Linked DNA regions of Mus musculus: region 2 is linked to region 1. A link is a contact called in public Hi-C data. All regions are on one chromosome and are shown on one strand. The core of a region is the stretch at or near the end of the contact, and the rest is flanking DNA. Distances in the headings are between cores, read along the strand shown. Region 1 overlaps Ccn4 (cellular communication network factor 4). Region 2 has its middle 23 kb from the start of Gm31342.

Evidence for each region. Hi-C and Micro-C count contacts between places; a contact is called where the count stands out from the background.
Region 2: a contact with region 1 is called in a Hi-C map of liver, with 2.8 times the contacts expected there. A contact is called at or near these places in 4 of 39 promoter capture datasets (the C10 cell line, the HPC-7 cell line, embryonic stem cells and 1 more), 5 of 484 Hi-C or Micro-C datasets (bone marrow-derived macrophages, embryonic fibroblasts, embryonic stem cells and 2 more), 6 of 130 datasets of targeted methods (embryonic fibroblasts, embryonic stem cells, extraembryonic endoderm stem cells and 3 more) and 4 of 9 other capture datasets (adipose tissue, embryonic stem cells, liver and 1 more).

What each region holds. Positions count from the first base shown.
Region 1 is chr15:66,907,259-66,914,912 of GRCm38.p6, reverse strand. Ccn4 (cellular communication network factor 4) reads right to left here. Exons shown (of 5, transcript NM_018865.3): 3 at 1,824-2,084. Among named protein-coding and RNA genes, the nearest start is that of Ccn4, 20 kb to the right of the region's middle.
Region 2 is chr15:67,058,928-67,066,581 of GRCm38.p6, reverse strand. No RefSeq gene overlaps it. Among named protein-coding and RNA genes, the nearest start is that of Gm31342, 23 kb to the right of the region's middle.

The DNA of each region.
Region 1 (7,654 bases), core at 2,208-4,707:
CTACTGGCTTTCATCTCTACCACATTGTTTCTCCATGTGGAAGATTTTGTCCCCTAAGTCACATTTGTTAAGGTCTGGAGTTGTTTCAGATGGTCACAACTTGAGGATGTGTTGCTGTCATCTAAAAGGGCTGGCTAGGGATACTGCCAAGCCTGGAATGGCCCTTTCCTCAAAAATAAAATAAAATAAAATAAAATAAAACAAAAATCTTCTAATCCTTAGTGCTGCTGGCACCAAGGCCAAGAACACAGCTCTGCGCAGGCTCTGAGCAAACCCACACACTTTAAAAAACATTTTAAAAACATTAGCACCCCAAATCCCAGTGGTAAGCAGTCTTCTGTCCTTTGGCGTCACCTGACTCATTTTCCTCTAGCAGTGTCTGGATTCTGTGGCCACTGTGGCAGATTCTCTTGGATTCTCCTCATTTCCCCAGACTCTGTTTCTTCATAGTCCCTGGCCTCCTTTTCCCTTGTCTACTCCTCAAAAGTCATGCTCCCTAGACCTCTACTCCTCCGTCTCACTGTGTGTGCTACTCCCAGGACATATTAAAGACCAGCAGCTGCTCTCAGCAGAGCTCTCTTCCTGTGGGACTCCTTCTGTGAGGTTGCCCTGACTGGACATTTCTCCCTCTGAGCGCTCCTCAAACTCAGCCTGCTCATACCTGCTCATATCCTCTCCCTAAACGTGTTCCTTTGTTGTATTCTCTCCTGGGCAGTGGCCAGCCCCAGGAGCCACCCTGATTCCTCCCACCATGCCACACGCAGCACAGGTGCCAGGCCTTGAGGTGTTCTCCAGCACTGCTTCTTGTCCTTATCCTCTCTTCCCTGTTGTCCCCTCTGCCCTAGTTCAAAAGCCTAACTATGCATAAATATCCACCATCATCCAATCAGACACCATCTGTGCATATTTATCCTTTATCTACCCATATGTCACCTATCCATCCATTGTAATTATCTATCATCTATCTATGTATCTACCTATGTATGTATATTTGTATGTATGTATGTATGTATGTATGAATCTTATTCCACATATCTGTTTTCATCTAGTCTATAACCATTTCATCTCCATGCATGCCTTCATATACCCATTGATTTAGCTATCATCCATCCATCCATCCATCCACCCACCCACTCATTCATCTTATATCCAGTTATCCATCTATTTCACTCCCCTTCTCCCACCACTTCTCCTCTAAGCATCTATCCATATATCTATATATTGCTGATGTAGCATACACCCATCATCTATCTGTGATCTATTCATTCATCTATCTAGCCACCTAGAGCCAAAAACCTATCTGGCTACCTCTGCAAATACCAGCTGGATATTTTCCAAATATCTTGGAGCAAGTGCACCTGTGAATAAATGGTGAATAAATCACATCCCTGTCTTCCCTCACAGGGCTTCTTCTTCTTAGACTCACCTAGATAAATTTTCATCTGCTCACATGACCATAGCAGTAGAACCCTTGAGTTATCTGGAAAGTTCATCTACTCCTTCCAAGGCACTGCCACCTGCTCCTCTTTCTAGGTCCCTACCCACTCCCTGGGATACTTTAATAAGATAATAGAGGACTGAAAATGTCATGCCAGGCTTTTAAGTTAGGAGAAGCCCCCCCCCCCCAAGGTAGGCAGGAAAGATGGTGTCATTTGGATTTTATAGATGGAAAATTTGGGTTCCAGACAACATATCCATAAGGCCATATAACTGGTGAGTTGTGGAGAGAGTAATGGCCTGGGGACTTGATTTATGAAGAGAACATTTGGAATTTAGGAGCTCTATTATATTCAGGGATTTCACTTGCCCCTGCCCACACTTACCAAAGGCTCTGGTGTCCAACAGTGCAGTCTGGCGTGGTCTCCTTGCGTCATCATCACACACCCACTGCTCACAGCACTGGCCAGGGACTCTCACGTGCCGGGGCTGGCGGCACCAGAGGCGTGGGGGCCTGGGGCTTAGGCACAGCGGTGTGCAGCCCACCGTGCCATCAATGCAGGTACAGTTGTACCTGCAGTTGGGTTGGAAGGACTCGCCATTGGTGTAGCGTACGCCATCCAGGACACAGCCCACACCGACCACCTCTGCAAACACAGGTAGCAGACATGTCAGGCCAGGAGGTATGGGCTCTGTGCCAAGCTACTTCTGTGCAGTTTCCCTCTGCCTAAGATGCCATGCCAAGAAATCGCTCATATGAGAAAAGAGGGCCTGGTCCACATATCATCTGGCTGCACCCCAAGGACAAAGAGAGAGTCATGTGAAGAGATGGGGTGCAACAGGGAGAAAGGGAGAGAGGGTACTGTGAAGGTGCCCATGACATCAGGGGACAGCCATTGATGACCATGCTGAATGTTGGGTGGAAGGGTCAAGCACCTTAGTGCTAGAGCTCAGATATCTTTATTCCTACAGTGTTGCCAACACTGGTACTGGTGCATGCCTGTCTGAAGGAGGAAGGCATACACAGGAACCAGAACCCAGGAACGAAGTGGGCTGCCTTCTTCAGTACTGACTGTGGAGCCGGAGACCCAGTGCTGAACAGAATAACAATGGACTGGTCCTTGAAGTTCTCACAATATAGTGGGAAGATGGTTCAGTGGTTGTAGGAGTGATTGTTGATGGTGACAGCCACTGTGATAAGTGTTGGGAGATAAGGGAACAGGGTATTGGGTGTACACGTGGCTATAGACTGAGAGCAAGTGGGTAAGGAAGATCCTATGGATGTGAGAGGGCTTCCTTCAGCAAAGACCAGAAAGAGAGGAAGCCAGCCCAGGAGCTGATGACATTCTTGCTGCTAGGGAGGACATCTATTAGAGGTGTAAGAGCCTGGTGATGGAGTAACCTTGGGAGGTTGGGGTGGAAGAGAGACAGGAAGAGAGAAAGAAATAGGTGTGTTGGAGAAGACCAGATATAGCTTCCTTCTGTCTTAGAGGAAGTGGAACTGTCAGTTTCTATAATTCTTCCTGGCACAAGTAGGTGTTCAATAAGTAACTTGAATGAATGAGATGAATTATATACTTCACAAGAAAACTTGTGGTACTAAGTACACAATAGGCCGGAGAAGGCTACAGGATGGCATCACAGTGACCCAAGCAGAGATTGGGTCAAACCAAAGCAATGAGGAAGCTCAGCTTCCAGACACATTGGCAAAGACTCTTAGGAGTCAAGGAAGACTTTCAGCACTCTGTACTCAGTCTGAAATAATGAGATCTTCCATCATCTCTGGAGGACCTGAGACTGGGGCCAGTCTTCATTAGACATAAGATATAACTGTGTAGTTGGTTATGCAAGCTGGCCTTTTGTGGCTTGGCAAACCACTGGGTCAGACTCTAACCTTGGTGCTATGTGTTCCTTGGGAATAGCATCTGGAACTGTAGGCAAGGGGTCCTGGGACAAGAATGCCCACAGAGAAGGGACAGTTAAGAGCCTGCTGATTGCAGTAACTCTGTCGCGTCTCTGGGATTGGTGGGAGTGGTGGCTGGCAGTAAGCATCAGAGTTCCTGGCAGGAGCAATGACTTCTGTGTTTCCTGGCACATTTTGTTTTGTTAGGAAACACTTTGTTGTTTCCATTGTTATGTATAACAAGACAGTCTCAGCAAGGTGACATTGGTGCAATCTGGCCAAGGAGCAGTATGCCCAAGTATGTACGTCTATCTCTCCATTGCTACCATTCTCCGAATAGCCAGGAAGCAGGTGCTGGCACACGCTGACACAGCTTCTGGTCCATGACCTCACTCAGGTCTCCAGTGATGACTTCATCAGGAGAGCTTTGTTTACTTCACAGGGACAGGAGAGGGCTGGGAAAGGAAGGGATTCATTGGCTCAAAGAGCTGGTGAATGACAGAGTGGAAACAGCAAACCCAAGTCCTTCTTTTTACCTGACATCAGAAGAGGAGGGAGATGAGAGGAGAGGAAGGGGGATGATCAGGAAGAGAAAACAGAAAGCAGGATGTGAGGAGGCCCTTGAGCTTTGCCTCCTCAGTCACCCTGCCACTCTCTCAGATGCCAGGAAGGTGTGTATGTGCATATGTGTACATGTGAATGTGCACTTGCTAGTTTGTATATGTATTTGTTTACAAGACCATGTATGTATATGTTGTGTAAACAGATACGTGCATGACTGTATGAATCTCTCTCTCTCTCTCTCTCTCTCTCTCTCTCTCTCTCTCTCTCTCTCTCTCTCTCTCTGTGTGTGTGTGTGTGTGTATTGGTGGTGAGAAAGCTGAAGTTTATGTTTTGCCCTCATGTGTAAAGACACCATTCCTGGGCTCTGGAGTCAATGACAAAGCAATCTATCTTTCCTTTCATCAGCTTACAGGAACTCACAGAACAACCTGTAAAAATGCTAATACCCAGGCTACATAACATGAGGTAGGCCTAGATGCTGGGCCACTGCTTTCCTCAGTGTTGGTCTTCTTTAATGCCTTCTAGTGTGAGTCTAGTGTGCATCCAAAGTCAAGTACTATTGTGCCTAGGAAATGGCATCTCTGTAGACTGGTTAATGGGGACGCACGGGCAGCTGATAAAACTGTCCCACATAGACCAAGGGGAGATCAGGGCTGTGATGAGCATGCATTATCCATCAGCAGAAGAAGGCCCCTCTTTGTGCACATATAGCCTTTCCACTTTCCCAGGGAGACTGGTCATGGGTGAGGGGAAGCAGCCAGCGCCTCTCTAATCTCTCTTGAAAGTTCAGATGAGATCTGGCTAGGCTTCTTAGAGCTAAAAGATTTGCAGCCACCATGCCCCTTTACTGGGACCTTCATGCCCCTCACCATCTTTGGCCTTGTTGGAGTAGGAATGTGGCTTGGTCCTATACCCTCATCTTCACATTGTTCTGAGTTAGTAGGCAGATGGGTGGATAGAGGCACACACATGCCAGGACCGCTGGCCTCCACTAAGTTCCTACTGTATCTAAGCATGTGACAACCTGAATTCCCACAGGGGTCTCCACTCTTCATCACCTTGTCCTTACTGAGGACTATGAGGTTTAAAAGGATTAGACTCCAACTTGAGTTTTTTAATCCCAAGTACCATGCTATATTTTCCTTTTCCCCCTTTAGCAACACGCAGGGTACGGAGGTCCCGGAATGAGACCTCCTCACTATGGAGGAGGATAGCAGTGGACAGAGCAGAGATGACCCATGGTGCAAGCAAAAGCCAGTTACCATCCCCCTGCTTACCTCTCCCTGCTCAAGGCTGATTTAGTGAAGATCCTCAGGTGTGTGACCCAAGGCCAGCTGTAGCAAGAAGCAGAGCAGTGATTGAAACCCCAAGCCCATCAGCCTGTAAACACTATGTTTCCTTTGCCAGACCTTTTTGCCCTGGTGCCTGTTCAAGCTCTGTTAGGGCAGTGTTTGGGCAACTGAAATAGTGGAACCTTTTGAAGTAGAGGGCACTGGGCCCATCCCTGTGTTTAGGTTGGCCTGGACACCCTTTTAAAAAGTTTCTCTGAATGTAGCTCTAGTGTTTACCAATCATACGCAAGCCTAGTTTCCTCCTGACAGCTGAGCAGACGAGGCAAGACTAGACTCACTGTTCTGCTTGGCTTCGGTGGCCCAGGATGGTGACCATGGACAGCCAAAGCTGGCATTTACTGGCTTGCCGATGGCTCTTCTGTGCTCCCTGGGCCCTGGGTGGCAGCAGCTGATGGCTTGTTTTTCACTTGCCTTGTCTTGGCCTAATTCTCTGTAGACAGGTTTAGCTCATCCTGGGGTCCATCCACTAGCTAAGCCGATCACGTGCTGACAGGCTGTGTGCACGAGACGCTCTGTTTTCTTGGGTCTCACAGCCGCTCTGCACTTCCATGACTTGCTTTGTTTTTTGTATTTGGCCCTCATGAATTCTGACATGACATATTTCTGGGGGAATGCTTAGGGGACTCGAGTGAATTTTGTATATATGTGCATATGTTTACATATGATACATATGATACACACACACAAACCCACCTCTCTCTCTCTCTCTCTCTCTGCCTCTCTGTCTCTCTCTCTGTCTCTCTCTCTGTCTCTCTCCCTCTCTCTCTCTCTCTCTCTCTCTCTCTCATGTATGTGTGTACATAACGCACCTGATGTGTGTCTGTGTGAGTGCTGTGGTGAGTCTCATGGGTAAGACTATACCTGGATGAAAGAGTAAAGTGTTAGACTTAGAAATGAAAATGGCTCTGTGGAGGAACCTTTTGGAACTTAACAATGGGCTGGAATATTTCAAGCCCCTGTAACTCCTGTTTTACTCTATTTATTTCAAGGTCTGTAAACCCACATATCCAGGGAACTCATGCCAAATGCCTAAACCTACTGAATTCTTCCCTGAGATTATTGATGTTTTATTTATTTTTCCTAAATAAATGGAAAGGAAAATTTCCTGGTGGCAGGGAGCTAAGGGACGAGAGTGGTTTGCCGTGAGATCTGCATTTGGAAACTGTGAGGGTGAGGTGGGTATGGGTGGTGAGCAGGAAAGAAAATCTCTGGATCCATGACACAATGTCTATGGCATGTAAGATCCCATTATGGCTTTGGAGATTAGTGTAATCGCAGTGAACTGAGTTACCTCTCAAATGACCTTAAAGTACCTGCTAGCAGAGAGAGGAATTAGGAGCTGGTCTCCTGTGCCTGGTCTTATAAGGGATTCCAGCCCAGGGAAGATGGTGACATCTCCCTGGGTTATGGAAGAACGTAGATGACTGCTTATAATGTCAGTCTTAGCACAGCAAGCAGAGATGACCTGTGACTCGGGGGTTTATTTAAACAGGTCTGGGCTAATGCTCAGGAAATACATTTTAATCAGTGCATACGCACAGGTTATGGTGCAAGTCTTCTTTGAACATGTTTTATGGCATTAAAAACAACAACAACAAATCCAGCAAGAGGAAAAGATCACAGAGAATGGGAGAAGCAGGGGTATTTATTTGAAAAGCCAAAGATGTAAATCTAAACAGATGAAAAAAATAAAAGAAAATGAACAGGAAGGGCCACAAAGGAACCAGAAGGCTCAGACACAGTTTACTGACTTGGATTTGTGTACACAAATCTCATCAACATGCCCCCCCCCACCATGGGAATCTAAGGTGTTGGGTAGGACTAGGGACTGTACTGTATATGAACGGATATTAGGGGATACATGTTCCAAGAATTATGGAGGAGTCTTGATTGAATACTCATGGGGGAGAGTTTCTGTATTTACAAGATTTGGAGGAATATTTCAGAAGATAGACTGTCATGTCATATGGCAGGCCATTGTTCGCCGTCATGTTGGCTCACACTACACGGCCAGGCAAAGCTGAGAGGATCCAGACTAAATAAATAGAGAGAAGAAGGAGGTAGTGAACTCCCAGAAACATGGTCTCTATGAAGAGCCAGGACAGAAGACACAGGATGGAGCCCGTGAAGAATGAACAACAGTCTTCCTCCAAACACAAGGATACTGTACACACCCAAATCAAAGAGAACAAAGGCAGCTAGAAGCACCAGGAAGAGCAGATGGTACTATGAAAAGTGGCAATTCAAACATGTATATTATTCAGGCTCTAGTGAACGTCGTCAGAACATAAAATACATTCATGATTACGGAGCTAAAAATCAGGACAAGGACAGTTGGAAGATAACAAAGGTATCTGATGGCATCAGGGAGCTAATCCTTCAACTATCCTATACGAAT
Region 2 (7,654 bases), core at 2,667-5,166, 150 kb before region 1:
GGTGATGAACAACAATGTGGAAGTGTAAACTATATAAATCCTTCCTCCTCAACTTGCTTCTTGGACATAATGTTTTGTGCAGGAATAGAAACCCTGACTAAGACAAACATGAAGCCTGGGCTAGTCTACTGGAGAAAAGGGAGAGGTGAGCCAGTCATCTTGACACCTCTAACTGCTGAATGCCATGAGCACATTCAGTCAGAAACATAGACAACCATGGTTGGGTCTTTCCACAAGGTCAGAATTTGTTGAATAACAATAAGATACACTAATAGAAGGTTCAGCAGTTTTCAATATTAGTTATGCTTCATTGCTGTGATAAAACACCATGATTAAAAGAAACTTATGAAATAAAGAATATATTTTGGTTTATGGTACCAGAGAGAGGGTCCATAATTGAGGGAGAAATGAATGGCAACAGGCAGCTTAATAAGGAAGCTAAGAGACTGAGTCTTCAGTCACATACAGGAAGCAGAGAAAGTAAACTAGAACTTAGACAGGGCTACAAATGCCCCATGTTTGCCCACAGTGACATGCTTCCCCACATAGCACCACCAACCATGATCTGTGAACCTATAGGGGACATTTGTCATTCAAAGCACCACAGCTGTATTTTTCCACAGTGCCCAAATCTATTGAATAATAGTAAATTTACAAGGTACTGAAGTTTCAATGGCAGCAGTTTGCTAGATAACCCCACTTATCTTGGTGATCTGGCCAACGTGAATGCAGCTTCTTTATTTCCAATCTTAATTACTAATATTAACTATCATATCACCTGTCAAATATTGCACAATAAATCTCTCATATATACATAATGTACGGATATAAATATGCATACTTGTGATTTGCCAAGTTTTAAGATTTATAGCACCTCAGAATAAAAATGTTAATAGGATCTATACTGTCAGATGAGGTGCCTAAGTCTAGCACTGAAAGAGACCTCTACGGAGGCCCAGATGAGTTAGCCATGGAAAGCAGGCACTCAGGTAGCCTGAGTCAGTAGCAGGACCCAAGCTGAAGCTCCAAGAACGGACAGGTGTCCTTTGTCAGTCCTTGATACACACCAGGTATCAGGTACGGCACATGTGCTGTTGGCTGTCTACCATTTTATGAGGTCAAGGCAAGGCAGTTCCACTTTCTTTGGTCTAGTGTGTCTGATAAGTTCTCAGCCCTGGTTTCCCTCTGGGGGTTTTATTATGCCCACATGTCCTTACTCTCTCATTTTAAACTGATAAATGTATAGAGGGCCCCCATTCTACTCTCAGGAATAAGTTATTCATCAGTCTGTGAAGCTCAGATATTTCTGGGCCTGTTTGTGTCATGCCCCCAGGGGATTCAGTCTTCAGCCTTCTTCCAAATGGAGTCAAAAGTTGCTTCTAAGTTGGAGTCTCCTAAGGCCTCCCAAAGCCTGAATATCCACTGTTTATACAATATGGAGTAACTTAGAGTAGGGTACAGCCTGCACCCAGCAAATAAGACTCTTCAAAACCTCCTACTGATGTAGCAGAAAACTTAACCAAGATCAGCCAAGCCTGACATGATGTTGTTGTCTACAACTACTCACTGACCTATGGACTTATGGATGATGTCCAAAGTCTACAGCCTTAGGCCACTGGGATTTGGAGTGGTTCATACCACACAAACAACACATACTATGAACCTTGGAGAAAATATGGAGCTAGGAAACTATTTTCTGAATAAATACAAGGTAGCAATAGCTTCTTGTTTTCCTTCTTTCTAAGTCAGGATGAGTACCTGAAACTGGGAATTCAGTCCAAGCTTTAACACATTCCTGAACTGAAGGTGAGAAAGTCTAACCCAAAGACCTAGATTTCATTCTGACACCACACACTCAAACAGGCTCTGAGCTCACTCTCTCCCACTTGGTGTCTCAGTTTTCCAGGATGAAAAATGGGGATCATATTCAAGGTTCCATGATGGTTTGGTCACCCCCGCAGGTGGTATCTTCCAAATTTTTCCCTATGGGCTGGCATCCCCCTAGAGGAGAGACCATTGTTAGATAAGGTCTTCTATTGACCCCAAGAACAACCAGCTTGCACTAGAAATCATGTCCCGACCCCAGGAATTGGCACCGTGCTCCCTGCAAATTAACACAGGAGGAGGAGTTTTCTGCTTCATGTGCTTTATCTGTCAATTGTGGCCTCACAGCCAACCAGATTTCATTAAGAGTCAAGCAAGCCATGGAGTCAGGCCTGGGTCTGTGTCCTCAGGATGTAGTGGTGGTCACAGGGTTCCAAGGTTTCCCGGTCCTTTAGAATACTTCAGAAAATAGGGGAGACTAAACTTGAAGTTAAGATTACATCCCTGGGCTGGGAAGATGACTAAGTCTTTGCTTGCTGTGCAGCCACAAAGAGCTGCGATTGATCCCCAATACTTGTCAACTCGAGGCATGGCAGTGTACACCTGTTACCCTAGCACTAGTGAAGTGGAGATAACAGGATCCTGGGACGTTCTGACCAAGCAGTTTAGCTGAATTCAGATCTCTGGATTCTCTCCCAAAAGTAAGATGGGAGATTCTCTCCCAAAAGGTAAGGTAGAAAGCAATTGAAGAAGGCAGATGATGATAACTTCTCGGCTCCACAGATGTATACTACACACACACACACACACACACACACACACACACACACACACAAACTCCTATACACACACTGTATATGCACACACATGCACATGGACACTACACATATATGCATATTACACATGTGCACATACAGACACACACACACCACACACCCTTGCTCTGAGCTTGTGTCCATCCTTCTCAGTTCAGTTGTGGCATTATTCAGTTCCAAATTTCCATTTGTTTCTTCCCTGTATATTCTATCTTGTTATAAAATGGCTTTCTTGAAAGGGTCTCTATTGTTTTGTTTGCAATTGCTTGTCGAAAAAAAATTTTTTTTTTTTTTTTTTTTTTTGGTTTTCAAGACAGGGCTTCTCTGTTTAGTCCTGGCTGTCCTGTACCTCACTTTGTAGATGAGACTGGCCTTGAACTCAAAAATCTGCCTGTCTCTGCCTCCCAAGTGCTAGGATCAAAGGTGTGCGCCACCACCGCTCTGTCTTTGTGTGTGCGTGTTCATGTGTGGGAGTAAAGAGGCATTATGTGCCACATAGCATGAATGTCACGACAGAGAGATCGGAGAAAATCTTGGGTGTTAGTCCTTGCCTTCTATCTTGTTTGAGACAGGATTTTATTGTTGTTGTTGTTGTTGCTGCTACTGCGGCTGCTGCTGCTGTTGTTGCGCAATGTTGTGTACACTGGCTTATCTGACTCACAAGCTTGCTAGAATTCTCCTATCTCTATCTCTCATCTTGATAATGGGATGATGGAATAAGACACGTGGTACCAAAGCCCAACTTTACACGAATCCCAGGGATCTGAACACAGATCCCCACTCTAACATAGTGAGCGCTTTATCCACCGAGCTATCTCCAAAGCCCTGTTAAAGCATTTTTTTTTTCTTTCTGGCATTGCTGTTTTGTGCAACCTGTGCCAGAACAATCTGGTGCCTCTGCTGCTGGCAACAGCATGTGTTGATTATCTGTTATTGATTAGTGTGAAAGCTTCCTGGATGTTGATGAGTGGCTAAGGAAGAAAAAAAAAAAAAAAAAAACCCTGAGCATTTTCATACTGTTAGACTCTTGATGACATTTAAAACTTCTGGGTTGATTGACATTTCCTGCTTTTCATTTAGTGAGGGATGGAAATATCTCATTAATGCTTGATAGGGGTTGGAATTCAGATTGGACCCATGGCCTCCAGCACAGAGATACCATGGGTCTCCCTCTTGTTTATAAACTTTTCCACCTCATCACACTCCCTGGGAGAGAGGACAATGGTTTTTCCAGTTTGGAACTGGAAACTAGGGTCAGGAGAGCTGTGCTACCTGCTCAAGCGTGAAGCACTGATGTCACATGACGGGGCTAGAACTGTGTCAGTGTGACTCAGGGTGTGGACTCTGAACCGTTTTTGTTTTTTGGGTTTTTTTTTTTTTTGCTCTGCAGCTTCTTCCTGGCAGTCATTACCATACTTCTTCTACCTCTGAGTCCCATGACCTAGGTGCTCAGTGGGAGTAATAGGCTACATTTCACGTCACTGGGGATGCAGACAGTGAGTCTGAGCAGCTCATACTCTTGTGGCAAAAGAGATAGTCCTAGCCACCATTCAGAGTCAGGACCAGATGTGAATGTATGCTCGCTCAGTGTACCTGGTCCTGAACAAGTCATTCTATCCCGCTTAGCCTCAGTTTACCTATCCAAAAGCTGAAGTTACTAAAACATCTGAGTATTAGTAAGATAATATATACTGACCCTTGGTGGGGAGGGGTACCCTATACCCTCAGCATATCTTTTTCCATATCTGTTGGCATAAAGCTATGTTAAGTTTGAGGACAAAGAGGTCACTGAGAGATAGAGAAATGATGGCTCACCAGAGAGCTGGGTCACAGTGTAGCCAGAGGAAGTTTGGGGTTAGAGCAGAGAAAGGTGTGGCCAGTGGCCATAGAATGGACACAGATACCATAGACAAAATAGGGGCAGGGAAAGTCTTGGGGTGTTCTTCTAGCTCTTTGGATATCACAGTACCCACACTCCCCAGTACTGTTTCTAAATTCAGTATAAAAGACTTTGAAGTCTTGAGGGGAGACTCTTATAGGAATGGAAGGGATTTGGGCTCACCATTCTGGGACACAGAGGGAGCTACAGTTCTGACAATGGCAGCTTTGCATTTCCTGAACTCACAAAATGCTGTGATTATACCTAGGTAAGTATTGGGCTTGATGTCATTGCAAGATAAAGATTGCTATTGGGACTGGCTGTGTAGGCTACCAAGACAGAGGTAGACTCCATGAACAACTTGAGTAGCCACTTCACAGCTGGCCAATGTTCATAACAGGACAGCGAAGACTGTTGACTCAAGGCAGCAGCTTCTATGGAATATTCCAAAACCTATATCTTTATATGTGGTTAAGATTTGTGATTGGACAAATGACCGTCATGACTTGCATCTATGGAAGACAAATAATTGGGAAGATTAAACAGGGACTATGCATACTTAAAGCCATCTGGGGGTTGAAGAGACTGTTCAGTCACTAAGAGTGAGTACTGCTTTTATAGAGGACTGGAATTCAGTTCCCAAGCACTTATGTCAGGTGGCTCACAGCCATCTGTATCTCCAATTCCAGGGAGATCTCACACATCTGGATTACACAGACACATTACACTCACACATGTGCACTCATACATCATTTAAAATATAATAAATTAAAAAATTAAACATGTGTTGGCTTTTGGACACTGTGGCCTAAGCCAGTTTCTGCTGTGTTTGTAAGATCCTATAAGGTACAGTGGCTGCTTCCTCTGCTGCCTCTTCCTATCTCTTCTTATCACTTACTGAACTCAGCCTCTAACTATGCATGCCTCTCCACTCAGGTTGAATCCCTTCTAGTACAAGTTGTCCCTACAGTGGGACAACTTGTTCCCAGTGAGAATCCTTATGAACTCAGTAGACCTCATGGGGTGACACATGAGCTACACTTTAAAGGGGGAAGATTGATATTCAGACAGACAGACAGACAGACAGACAGATAGATAGATAGACTCTGTGTGTGTGTGTGTGTGTTTGTGTGTGTGTGTGTGTGTGTGTGTGTGTGTGAAGGTCTACAGTGGCACTACTACTATGTACCTATTAAATATCCACTGTGTGTTATGGAAGAACTACTAACCCAATGCCAAGCTTCTTTTGTGGCTAGGTCTTCCTCCAGAGGACTGAATATCCTGAATTCTTCCCCTGTGCCTCTCATACATAATGTCAATACTTAATGCATATATGCAATACTTATGCCAATAAGGCAAAGTCCTATATCTACAGCAGAAGGAAACCCATAGATACATAAGTGACTGTTACAGGAGCATGGTGATAAGATATGAAGGATATGAAAGGTTCAAAGTGTGCCAGGGGACCTGGAAGAGGAGAAGAGGGAACAGGTAGGGTGAGAAGTTCCCTGGGTGGGAAATGATTAATTCAGGCTGGACATTGCCAGGACAAGAAGCTGAATGGAGGAGTGATAGCTTAGACATCGGACACAGGACAGAGCAGTTGGTATCTGGAAACAGATTATGGTTTGGAATCAAAACAACTTGTCTGTTTTGTTGTTGTTTCCCAACTATGAGTCATACAAAGTCATAGAGGTTTGGAGAGAGGCTAGGGAGATGATTCTGTTAGTAAAGCCATTCCTTTGCCAGGCAGTGGTAGCACATGACTTTAATCCCAGCACTTAGGAGGCAGAGGCAGGCAGATTTCTGAGTTCAAGGCCGGCCTGGTCTACAGAGTGAGTTCGAAGACAGCCAGGGCTACAGAGAGAAATCCTGTCTTGAAACAAAAAAGAAACAAACCAAAACAAGTGTTCCTTTGGTGGCATGAAGGGTTTGATCATTGGGATCCATACTAACAAAGAAAGAAAGAAAACATAGGTGTGGTGTCCTGTGTTTGAAGTCTCACCACTAAGATGATGGAGACAGATGGATCCCAAGGGCTCCCTGGGCAAGTAGCTTAGCCTACTTGGTGAACTCCAGGACAGTAGGAGATCCTGTCTTTTAAAAATAAGGTGAATAGGGCCTGAGCAACAACAGCTGAGATTGTCTCCTGGCATGCAATCTCGCACACACAAACACACACACACACACACACACACACACACACACACACACACACACTCCACCCAGGCTTGGATAATGGGATGCTCCTTGCTGCAGGTAGGAGCCCTCCAGAGGATGGATTTTCAGTGTGAGAGGCCAGAGGAAGAGAGGAGAAGTCCAGTAGATTTCTGAAGCAAGACCTAAGCATATGAGGAGCCTGGGGTATCTGGCTGGATAAGGGATAAAGATGCAGTGCAGAGAGACTGGTGGGTCTTGGGAGTTGTGCATCAGAAACAACAACAACAACAACAACAACAGCAGCAACAACAACAAAAAACATGTGATCAAGCTAAAGGAACCATCGGAAAGGGATCCAAGAACTTGTGTGTGTGTGTATGTGTGTGTGTGTGTGTGTGTAAGCACACACGCACATACATGCACACATACATACATGCACATGCAGTTCTGGTCCTCAGACTTATAGGGAAAATACTTCATTCACTGAGCCTGGATCTCTGGTAATTTTATTCCTTGTTTGATGTATTTCTGTACTCTATCTGCCTCTAAATTTTCCATTCACTCTTCTCCCTCCCTGCCTCCAGTCACCTGGGGTTTGTCTTCTTGAGCCCTTGAAAAATGGAGAACAGATACCCCAGCAGTAATAGCCAATATCTCTTGGTGAACACTCCACAGCCTCAGGCAAGTACAACCTACAGCCTGTGAGCCCCATGCATCCTGGAATAGCTTTGGGAGAGACTCAATACAAACTTACTTAAAAACATTACAGGATTTGTTTGTGATTTTTCCTTTTCCCTTTGGTAACTCAATCACATTGTTCTTGAGCATGAACTGTACCGATGACATCATGCTATGATGTCAAAAGGCTGGACGCACTGATGGAGGATGGATTTCTGCCAAGTGCTTGCATCATCCGGACACCTGATTGTTGCCGTAGGGGTCAGTGGGCAGGAGCACACAAAAGCAGAGGCTGCAG